2 separate regions of the Sus scrofa genome follow, and region 2 is linked to region 1. Evidence: chromatin contacts called from public Hi-C data. All regions are on one chromosome and are shown on one strand. Each heading gives the region's core, a stretch centred on a gene start, on an enhancer-like site or on the middle of the called end of the contact. The rest is flanking DNA. Distances are from core to core; before and after follow the strand shown. Region 1 overlaps MAPKAPK2 (MAP kinase-activated protein kinase 2). Region 2 has its middle 24 kb from the start of IL19.

Region 1 (4,793 bases), core at 1,974-4,473:
CTCCTTAGGTGGTCTGCCTCCATGCCCCCTTTCAATCTGGTTTCTCCCTGAAAACTGTGGCAAGGGAGTTCCCGTCACGGTGCAGGGGTTAACGAATCCGACTTGGAACCATGAGGTTGCGGGTTTGGTCCCTGGCCTTGCTCAGTGGGTTAAGGATCCGGCATTGCCGTGAGCTGTGGTGTGGGTCGCAGGCGTGGCTCAGATCCTGCGTTGCTATGGCTCTGGTGTAGGCCAGCAGCTGCAGCTCTGATTCGACCCCTAGCCTGGGAACCTCCATATGCCGTGGGAGTGGCCCTAGAAATGGCAAAAAGACAAAAACAAAACAAAACAAAACAAAAAAAAACTGTGGCAAGGAGCCAGAGCAGGAGAGTGGCCCCTGAGCTGCCTCTGTCCCCTGCCCACGCGCTGCTCTCCCCACAGTGAAGATGCTCATCCGGAACCTGCTGAAGACAGAGCCCACCCAGAGGATGACCATCACCGAGTTCATGAACCACCCCTGGATCATGGTGAGCCTGGGGGGCCCGAGGGACCTGGGTCCAGGGGGACTGGCCTTTGGGACCCCCCCCCCCACCCCCGGCTTTCACTCAGACCCTCTTCTCTCCCCTCAGCAATCTACGAAGGTCCCTCAAACCCCACTGCACACCAGCCGGGTCCTGAAGGAGGACAAGGAGCGGTGGGAGGATGTCAAGGTGAGGGGACCAGTGGCCCAGAGGGGCTCAGGGGTGCTCACTGGGGTACCCGGCGGTGAGAGGTGGTGCTGGCCTGGGGATTGGTCCTGTGTCCTCTCACCACAGGCCATGTCTGTTACAATAGGACCGGTGACGCTGAGCCATTTCCATGAGCGGGTTGTGGGCAGAGGATGCTGTGTTGGGTCTAAACTTGGTCATGGCTGTTTCCCACAAGCCCGCTACTTCCTGGGTCTCTAAAGGGACATGAAAGGCCATCTGGGAACTTCCCCTGTGGGACAGCGGATTAAGGATCAGATCTGGCATTGCCGCAGCTGTGACATAGGTCGCACCTGCAGCGTGGGTTCGATTCCTGGCTGGGGAACTTCCACATGTGTAAGTGCAGCCCCATCCCTGCAAAAGAAAAGCCATTGGTACCATCTTCTCATTTTGCAGATGAGGAAATAGGCTGGGGGGCAGTGACGCGTTCAAGGACACGGCTAGTGACTGGCTGGGCAGACGGGAACCCAGGTCTCCTGACTAGTACCCTTTCTGCCCTCCTGTGGGGTCTTAGGATAGATCTAGGAGAGCGGTGGCAGCACGGTGGCCAGGGTCTTTTGACCCAGCCCTGGACCCACCACCAGCCCCATCACCGTCATCCTTGCCCTTGCTCTGTCACCTCTCACCTCTCTTTCGGTCACTGCCCCCAGGAGGAGATGACCAGTGCCTTGGCCACCATGCGGGTCGACTACGAGCAGATCAAAATCAAAAAGATTGAAGACGCGTCCAACCCTCTGCTTCTGAAGAGGCGGAAGAAAGCTCGGGCCCTGGAGGCCGCGGCCCTCGCCCACTGAGCCGCTGAGCCCGTCCTGCCACACTGGAGGACAAGCAATAACTCTTGACCTGGATATATTTTTTAAATGAAGAGACACAGAATTGTCCATTTCCGCCTCCCCTCCTCCTTGGCTGCATGGAGCCCGGACCTCATCGGGGCTGGATTCTGCCTTTGGATCTGGCCGCCTCCTGGAGAAGGAGAGGCTGGGAGGCTGGGAGGGCTTGGTGAGAAGGAGCAAGATGCTCTTGAACCTGTGCTCATTTTGCAATTTTATCAGTAATTTGACTTAGAATTTTTATGAAACTTCTTCTATTGTTCTTGCCCTCACTCCTGCTCCTCTCCCCCAAGCCCCTGCCTCTCTGAATCCTGCAAGGGTTTGGGGTTTGCTCAAGGGGATTTGTGGAAACTGTTAGAGGGGGTGTCCCTGTGTCGTTCCACCTACCCTCTGATTTCCCCACTACAGCCCGAGGACCCCGCTGGCTGAGCCATTCCCAGAGCTGTGGGCCATGGGGGGCCGGGGCCAAGAGGGCCCCCTGCCTCCTCTGCTGAGCCCACCAACATCCCCCCTGTGTGCCAGACGGATAGGAGTGAGTGTGGTCGTGTGTGTGCGTGTGCGTGTGCCCGTGCACGTGTGCCTGGATCAGTACCTGGGCCTGGGCATTTGAGGGGTCAGGGCAGGCAGGGCTGCTGAGGGGGGGTCTCTGCCGTGGCTCAGGAACCTTCTCCCCCCTCGGCCTGCCCTGCCCGTGCTGGGCCTGCCAAAGTGCCTGGGAAGCCTGTCCAGGTTCTGAGCCAGGCCGTCCGTGCCTGCCTCTGTGAGCTGGTTCTGGGAGGTGGAGAGGAGTGACTTAGCCTTGGACTATGGACTGGAGCCCCGCCCCAGGACCCCCACTCCCCACGCAGGGCTGGTCCTGACCCTCCGAGGCACTCATCTACCAAGTTCCCTCTCTACTTCCCCTTCCTGCCATTATTAACCCGTTGTTCTTGTTTATTTTCTTACGGTTTGAGCTACTTCTCAACAGGCTCCCTCAGGGGGGTGAGCCTGAGTGGTTTATGAGTGACATGGCTGCTGCATTTCATGTGCCTCCTGGGGGCACTGGCCAGCGACCCCTTGTGGGCAAAGGCAGCACCACTTCTGTGACCCTCCTGCAAATTTCCATCGTGTGGCCTAGCGGGTGGTGGTGGTGGTGGAGGGTCTTTGCACCAAAGATGTCCTGACTCTGCTCCTTCCCCGTCAGCCACTTCACCCCCACCCCAAACAACTCAGCAGCATGTGTCCCGGCCAGTGAGGGGGGTGGGGTGAGGTGGGGAGGGGAAGGCCCTCCCCCAGTGTTAGCTTGGAGCAAGGCCGGGAAAGGGCCTCGGCCAAGGTCCCTTGGGGCAGGGCTGGCAGTCATACTTCAGCTTTCATCTCCCTCAGGGGCAGAGTTGAGGGGGGGTCTTCTCCGGGCCTGGGAGGAGGGCTCCAGGGCCTGCAACACCTCCCCGTCTCTGATGGTGTGTCCAGCACTCAGATTGTTGTAAACTCTTGTTGTTTTGTATGAGCAAAATTGTCTTTACTAAACAGATTTAATAGTTGGAAGGTTTCCTTCTTCTTCCTTCATGGGGCTCAGACCTTGACCCCTATCTCTTCCCACATGTGCAGAGTGGGCCTGCGGGTTGGGAGGGCAGAGCCCGGGTGCCCTGGGAGAGGAGAGGAGAGGAGAGCCTTCTGGGTGAAAGGGAGCCAGCGCCCGCCCTGCCAAGGACCTGGTCTGGACGTGTCTGCTGTGGGGATCTGAGGAGCAGGGCTGGTGCCAACCACGGCTGGGAAACCCGAGTCTTTTTGCCAAGGACTGAATCAGGAGCCAAGCCACTTCTGAGCCCAGTGCTTTGACCTCTGTAGCCACAGCCAGGCATTGACACCCTCAGCCAAGGGGGTCGCTGGCATGGAGATCCATGAAGTTGGTGAATGGGTTCAAATTCTTGGGAAAGAGTCCAGAGGAGCAGGTTGGTGTAGTTCCCAAAAATTCCAGGAGGGGGCGATAGGGGTCCGGCAGAAACCAAATCCTCTGCATCAGACCTGGAGGAGGCCTCGGGGCTCCTGTGACCCATTCCCCTCAATTCACAGATGAGAAGACTGAGTCCCAGAGCTGGGATATCTGAGGTCACACTGTCAGTCGGGTTGCTGTGGGTCCTGGGGTGGAAATTGGTCTACTGACCCCACTGTTGTCCCTCTCAGTCAGATGGAAACATAGTTGGAGACAATTTCACCTATGTTTCCTCAGATGGTCCTCAGAACTGTCAGGGGAGAAGGGAAGATGGGATTGTCATCCCTGTTTTATGAGTGAGAACCGAGAGGGTGAGGGGGTGTGCTGGGGGCTGCACACCTGATCGGTTTGGACCAGAACTCAGGGACTGAAGACCTGGGCGGGGGTCTCGTCCTTAGACCTGGCCTCCTGCCCATCCTGTCAGTCACCTCTGGGATCACATCTGCCCTGCTCATGCCCAGGACTGAGGCAGGGCATCCCTGGTGGCCCCCACGACAACCCCCCTCCCCCGTAACTCCTGAGTGGGTCGCTGTGAAACTACCCATCACTCTAGAAACTTGCTCAAATGAACCAGCGTGAGGTTTTCAGAGAAATCCAGTCATGTGTCTGTGCTTACGTAGGTATCAGAGGTGCTAAGAACTGGGGGGAGAGAGAATAAGGGGCGCAAGGGGGGAATGGGGTGCCAGGGGAAGGGCTGTTGTCAGAACCCTCCCGTCTTTGGAGGCTGCATTAATTTTCTGTGGTTGCTGCAATACATTTTGTAGCTTAAAACAGTGCAGGAGTTCCCATCATGGCTCAGTGGAAGCGAATCAGTTTCTCCTCACTTAGCGGGTTAAGGATCCAGTGTTGCTGTGAGCTGTGGTGCCTGGATCTGGTGTTGCTGTGGCTGTGGTGTAGGCCGGCGGCTACAGCTCTCATTGGATCCCTAGCCTGGAACCTTCATATGCCACCAGTGGTGGGGCCCAAAAAGACAAAAAAAAAAAAAAAAAAAAAAAAATTGTACATTAAAACAGCACAGATCTAATATAGTTCTGAGGCCAGAAGTCTGATGTGGTTCCCTGGTCTAAAGTCAAGGTCTCAGCAGAGCTGCATTCCTTTTTGGAGGCTTTAGGAGATTTCGTCACCTTGCGTTTCCAGCTTCTAGAGGTTTCCCCATTCCTTAGCACGTGACCCTCTTCTGCTGTCTTCAAGGCCTGCAATGTGGCAGCTCTCTAACCCTTCCATTGTCACATCTCTGACTGAGGCAGGAGGGAGTCTCCACTT
Region 2 (4,993 bases), core at 256-2,755, 80 kb after region 1:
AGACAAATACATAGTCCTGGGTTTCCCATAGCCAGACTGCACAGGTCTGGGAATTAAAGGTGGAAGTAGACTGGCTCCTCTCACACTAAATCTCATAGTCTTCCCACAGATTTTTTGCTTCCAATCCCTGGGACTTGGAGCTCTGCTGGTTTGAAGTCTTGATTCCCAAGAAAACTTCTAGCAGGACATGCCCTAATATTGCATTGATTTGGAAGATGAGACTGCCCCCGGCTATGCTGAGTTCTGCATGTTACTGAACCAACCGGCAAAAGAAAGAGTTACCCTGCTGGCTGGGGTGACTGATATGGACTACCATAGGAAAAATGTGTTACTGCCTCTCACTGGGGGCAGGGAGGACTAGATCTGGAATGCAGGGTATTCACTGGGGTGCCTTTGAGTATTTTCAAGTCCAACAATAAAAGTTAATAGAAGATGACCATTTTCCCACCCCCTGCCAAAGCCATAACCAGGGATGATTCAGACCCTTAGGCAAGATAGATTACCTTGCTGTTTAAAAAAAAACTCAACCATCTTAGGGATTGGATGAAGACAAAGGATATATGAAACGGGTAGTAGAAGAAGGAGTTATAATTGACTTGTAAATCTCAATTATGGCCTCATGACCAGTTATGTCCTTGCTTATTATGTGAAAGTGTGTATATATAATTGAGTGCATGAAAGACTTTATTCTTCTCTCTCTTGCTGATCCTTATTATTTTTACATGTTTTGTTGGAAGTTACCTTTCAATCTGGTTTTTGGAATGCATATGTGCAAATGGGATTGTGGCTGAATTTGAAAAATAATGGATGTTGCTCAGAGATGGCTGCAATGGCAGTGGAGATCTTACAGCTCTGAATCTGGGGGAGAAGTCAGCACTGTCTTGGTTTATTTGCAAAAAAGTTGTATTTTGAGGAGGAGACAAAGAATTATTTTGTAGTTATACCACAGTTGAAATTTTTGTAGTTATGGATGCTGACTAGCTAAAGGGGTGGCGTGTGTCAGTTGGTTAACTTATTGTGTCTCGATTCCAACTTTTTTTTTTTTTTTGAATGGGAAAATAACTATTTTGTTTGGGAGAGTGGGCTGGCATCCAGCCTCAGAGCTTCTGGAATCGCTTCTTGGTACCAGCAGCCTTGGTGAACTTGAGCACCAAGGATCCTGGAGCTAGTCTCTGAAAAACCACAATTTTGCCTTTGCAGTTGGCTCTGCTGATAGGGACACTGGATGGAGACTGCAAGGCTGAAGGAGGAACGAGAGGTTTGCTCCCTGCTGTGTAGTTCTTGAGGGTTTCCTGTCTGATTGTGGTTCCTCTGAGTATGACCCCAGCACATTTCTTTATCATAACATAAGCATTTTCTTCTTGTAGCTGCCGCTGAATCCAGTTTGCAGTTTTTGTAACATTTGCAGAATCAGCCTCATCTAGTCTCCTTTGCGGATACCCACAATAGCTAGCCAGTGCCCCTTCCCCAGATGTCTGGGTTCCATACCCCTGAGTCCTCTTCTGAATTCGGAAGTCTAACACTGGCTGAGCAATGCCTCCTACTAAGAGGTCTGAGTTTTGGTTCCTCAGGGCCTCTCTACTAAGTTTCTTTTTAAACAGTTTCAATCTTTTTCCTTTGTTTCCTCAAATCTTAACAGTTTCACCTTCTATGATACTTTCCAGTTCCTTTTAACCCTTTTAGATACTGTGATCCTTAGTTTTATGTATCAACTTGGCGGGTCTATAGAACACAGTTATTTAATGAAATATGAATCTAAGTGTTGCTGTCAGGATATGTTGTAGGCTTGGTGAACATCTATAATCAGCTGATTTTAAGTAGAGGAGATTACCCTCAATGATGTGGGTGGTCGTCTTACAATCAGTTGAAAGACCATAAGAGCAAAAACTGAGGTTTCCTGGAGGAAGAAATTCTGTTTCAAGATTGCAACATTAGCTTTTGCCAGAGAATTTTCAGCCTGTCCACCCCCACCCCCACAGATTTCAGACTTGCTAGCCTGTGTAACTGGGTAAGTCAATTTCTTCCAATAAACCTATTTACATTGTAAATCAACTATACTTAGATGGAATTTAAGAAACTAAGAAAAATTGATTTGCATATTAAAAGATTTTGATTCCATTTCTCTGGGGATTCCTGACTGATACAGTTATCTACATTGTATCTTTAACATTGTATCTATGAATCATGATTAAGCAACATGATTTGGGGGATTAGAATCAGCAAAATGGAAGCAGCATAATCCTGTGTAAAACATAGTCTTAGCAAGAAAATAACACAAAGGCAAGTCATAAACATGTCCTAGAAGCTGTCAGCAAAAGACACAATATGTATAGAAGAACAAAGATAAATTGAACAGATTTCTCATTGGAAACGATGCAAGTGCAAAGACATGGAGCATTATCTTTCAAGTATCTGAAAAGAAATCTGTCAATCTACAATTCTATAACTGGTGAAAATATCTTTTAAAAAATGACTATTTTAGATATACAAAAGTTGAATGGATTCATTGCCAGCAGGCCTGCACTACAACAAATGTTAAAAAAAAAAAAAAATCCTTTAGCCAGAAGAAAAATTATACCAGATGGGAATCTGAAGGCACACAAAGGATTAAAGAGCATGGTACTACATGAATAAATACATCAGATTTTTTTCTTTAAATAATAATCAGCTATTTAAACAAAGAAATACTGTATTTTGGAGTTTATAAAATAAGAATAGGTAAAATACAACAAAAATAGAATGAAGGTTGAGAGGGAGAAAAGGAAGTACACTATTGTAAGATTATATACTTAATGTGAAGTAGTATAATATGATTTGGACATAGACTGTGATAAGTGAAATATGTCTACTAAACCCCCCCCAAGGCAACCACTAAAACAACAAAAAGGAGTTATATGTAAGCCAACAAAGGAGATAAAATGGAACAACAACAACAACAAATATAATAACCTCAATGAATTAAAAAGTAATCAGGAAGTTCTCACTGTGGCACAACAGGATCAGTAGTATCTCTGCAGTGCCAGGACGCAGGTTCAATCCCCTGCCAGGCACAGTGGGTTAAAGGATCTGGCTTTGGGAGTTCCCGTCATGGCGCAGCAGAAATGAATCCGACTAGGAACCATGAGGTTGTGGGTTTGATCCCTGGCCCCGCTCAGTGGGTTAAGGATCTGGTGTTGCCATGAGCTCTGGTGTAAGTCATAGATGCGGCTCGGATCTGGTGGTGTTGTGGCTGTGGTGTAGGCCAGCAGCTGTAGCTGGGATTTGACCCCTAGCCTGGGAATCTCCATAGGCTGTGAGTGTGGCTCTGAAAAGCAGGGGGTGGGGGTGGGGGTGGGGGAGATCTGGCTTTGCCACAGTTGTGGCATAGATGGCAATGTAGCTCAAATATGATTCCTGGCCCAGGAACTCTATATGCTGAGGGGCAGCCAAAAAAAGAAAAAAAAAAAAAAAAAAAAAAAAAAGCTATCAGAAAAAGAGAGGGGAAAAGCATTAAAAAACAGATGATAGAAATAGGAAAAAATAGAGGGTAGACAGCTGTATCAATAATCATATTAAATACCTAAACACCTTAATTAAAACAGCAGGGCTTGGAGTTCCCATTGTGGCTCAGTGGTAGTAAACCTGATTAGTATCCATGAGGTTATGGGTTCAATCCCTGGCCCCAATGAGTGGGTTAAGAATCTGGCATTGCTGTGACGATGGTGTAGGCCGGCAGCTTGGCTCTGATTGAGCCCTAGCGTGGGAATCTCCACATGCCATGGGTGCAGCCCTAAATTAAAACAAATGAACAAACAAACAAAAAACAGAACTCATCAGATTGCATTAAAAAATAAGGCTGAACTATGTGATGCTCTCTACAAGAAAAACTCTTTAAAGACAAAAATAATTCAAAAGTAAAAGAATACAGAAAATGCTAAAAGATATACCATGTATCACTAGTCAAAAGTAAACTGGAGATTACACCCACACACACCCACACACACACTTTCTGGCCTCAAGGGAATTAAATTAGAAATCAATAGGAGAGGCGTTCCCATCGTGGTGCAGTGGAAATGAATCTGACCAGGAACCATGAGGTTGCCAGTTCAATCCCTGGCCTCGCTCAGTGGGTTAAGGATCTGGTGTTGTCGTGTGCTGTGGTGCAGGTCGCAGACACTGCTGGGATCCTGCATTGCTGTGGCTGTGGCTGTGGCTGTGGCTGTGGCTGGCAACTGTAGCTCCAATTGGAAGCCTAGTCTGGGAACCTCCATATGCCATGAATGCATCCATAAAAAGCAAAAAAAAAAAAAAAAAAAAAAAAAAAACACAAACAAAAAAAACCCCAAAAAACCAATAGGAGAAAACTATCTGGAAAATCTTCAAATATTTTGAAAATAAATAACACACTTCTAAATTTGTGGAATATTACTAAAGCAATACTTAGGGGAAATTTTTATAGCACCAAACGCCTGTATTGCGAAAGAACTTCCTCCTGGGAGGCAGTATCTCAAGTAACCCTGAGAAAACTGCTCAGAGGAGGATGGATGGGGGGAGTTAGGATATATAGGAGTTTTGCAATAAAGGCAGCTATTAGGAACATAAGATTACTGTTAATAATAGAAAACCAGATATCTCAGGTTAAGAATTTAGCACTTTTCTATGTATTCGGGAAGATGCAAGGTCTGGGCTCACTGAAATCATTCCTTTGCTATGCATCCTGTGTTTCCTCAGGGCTGTTAGGAGGCGCTGCCGTCTGATGGCTGCTTGATGGCAGGTATTCTGTTTCCTTCCTGAGTTCTCTCAGGGCTCACCAGCTCACCCTTGGAGGTGGCTGCCATCGCTCATGACTGTGACATCCTTTACTGATACGGCAGGCTATATTTTATTTCTCACATGAGAGAAAATATTTGTGACTTCGGCTCAGGCCAAGATTCCATAGATATCACACCAAATGCACAATCCTTAAAAGAACAAGTTGGTAATTTGGACTTGTTGACCTGAAACAAACAGATTG

What was found. Hi-C and Micro-C count contacts between places; a contact is called where the count stands out from the background.
Region 2: a contact with region 1 is called in a Hi-C map of alveolar macrophages, with 4 times the contacts expected there. The contact joins two enhancer-like sites. A contact is called at or near these places in 1 of 5 promoter capture datasets (liver), 32 of 47 Hi-C or Micro-C datasets (adipocytes, alveolar macrophages, blood and 17 more) and 2 of 2 datasets of contacts at active chromatin or transcription factors (alveolar macrophages and skeletal muscle).

Annotation. Positions count from the first base shown.
Region 1 is chr9:67,361,983-67,366,775 of Sscrofa11.1, forward strand. MAPKAPK2 (MAP kinase-activated protein kinase 2) reads left to right here. Exons shown (of 12, transcript XM_003130462.6): 10 at 421-506; 11 at 609-689; 12 at 1,376-3,078. The coding sequence ends at 1,519. Among named protein-coding and RNA genes, the nearest start is that of IL10, 41 kb to the right of the region's middle. Within about 2 kb of position 3,224, at least 12 of the 83 cell types and tissues checked have an H3K27ac peak or open chromatin away from gene starts, as enhancers often do. A contact at or near this core is called in alveolar macrophages, where this site is marked.
Region 2 is chr9:67,443,371-67,448,363 of Sscrofa11.1, forward strand. No RefSeq gene overlaps it. Among named protein-coding and RNA genes, the nearest start is that of IL19, 24 kb to the right of the region's middle. Within about 2 kb of position 1,506, at least 11 of the 83 cell types and tissues checked have an H3K27ac peak or open chromatin away from gene starts, as enhancers often do. A contact at or near this core is called in alveolar macrophages, where this site is marked.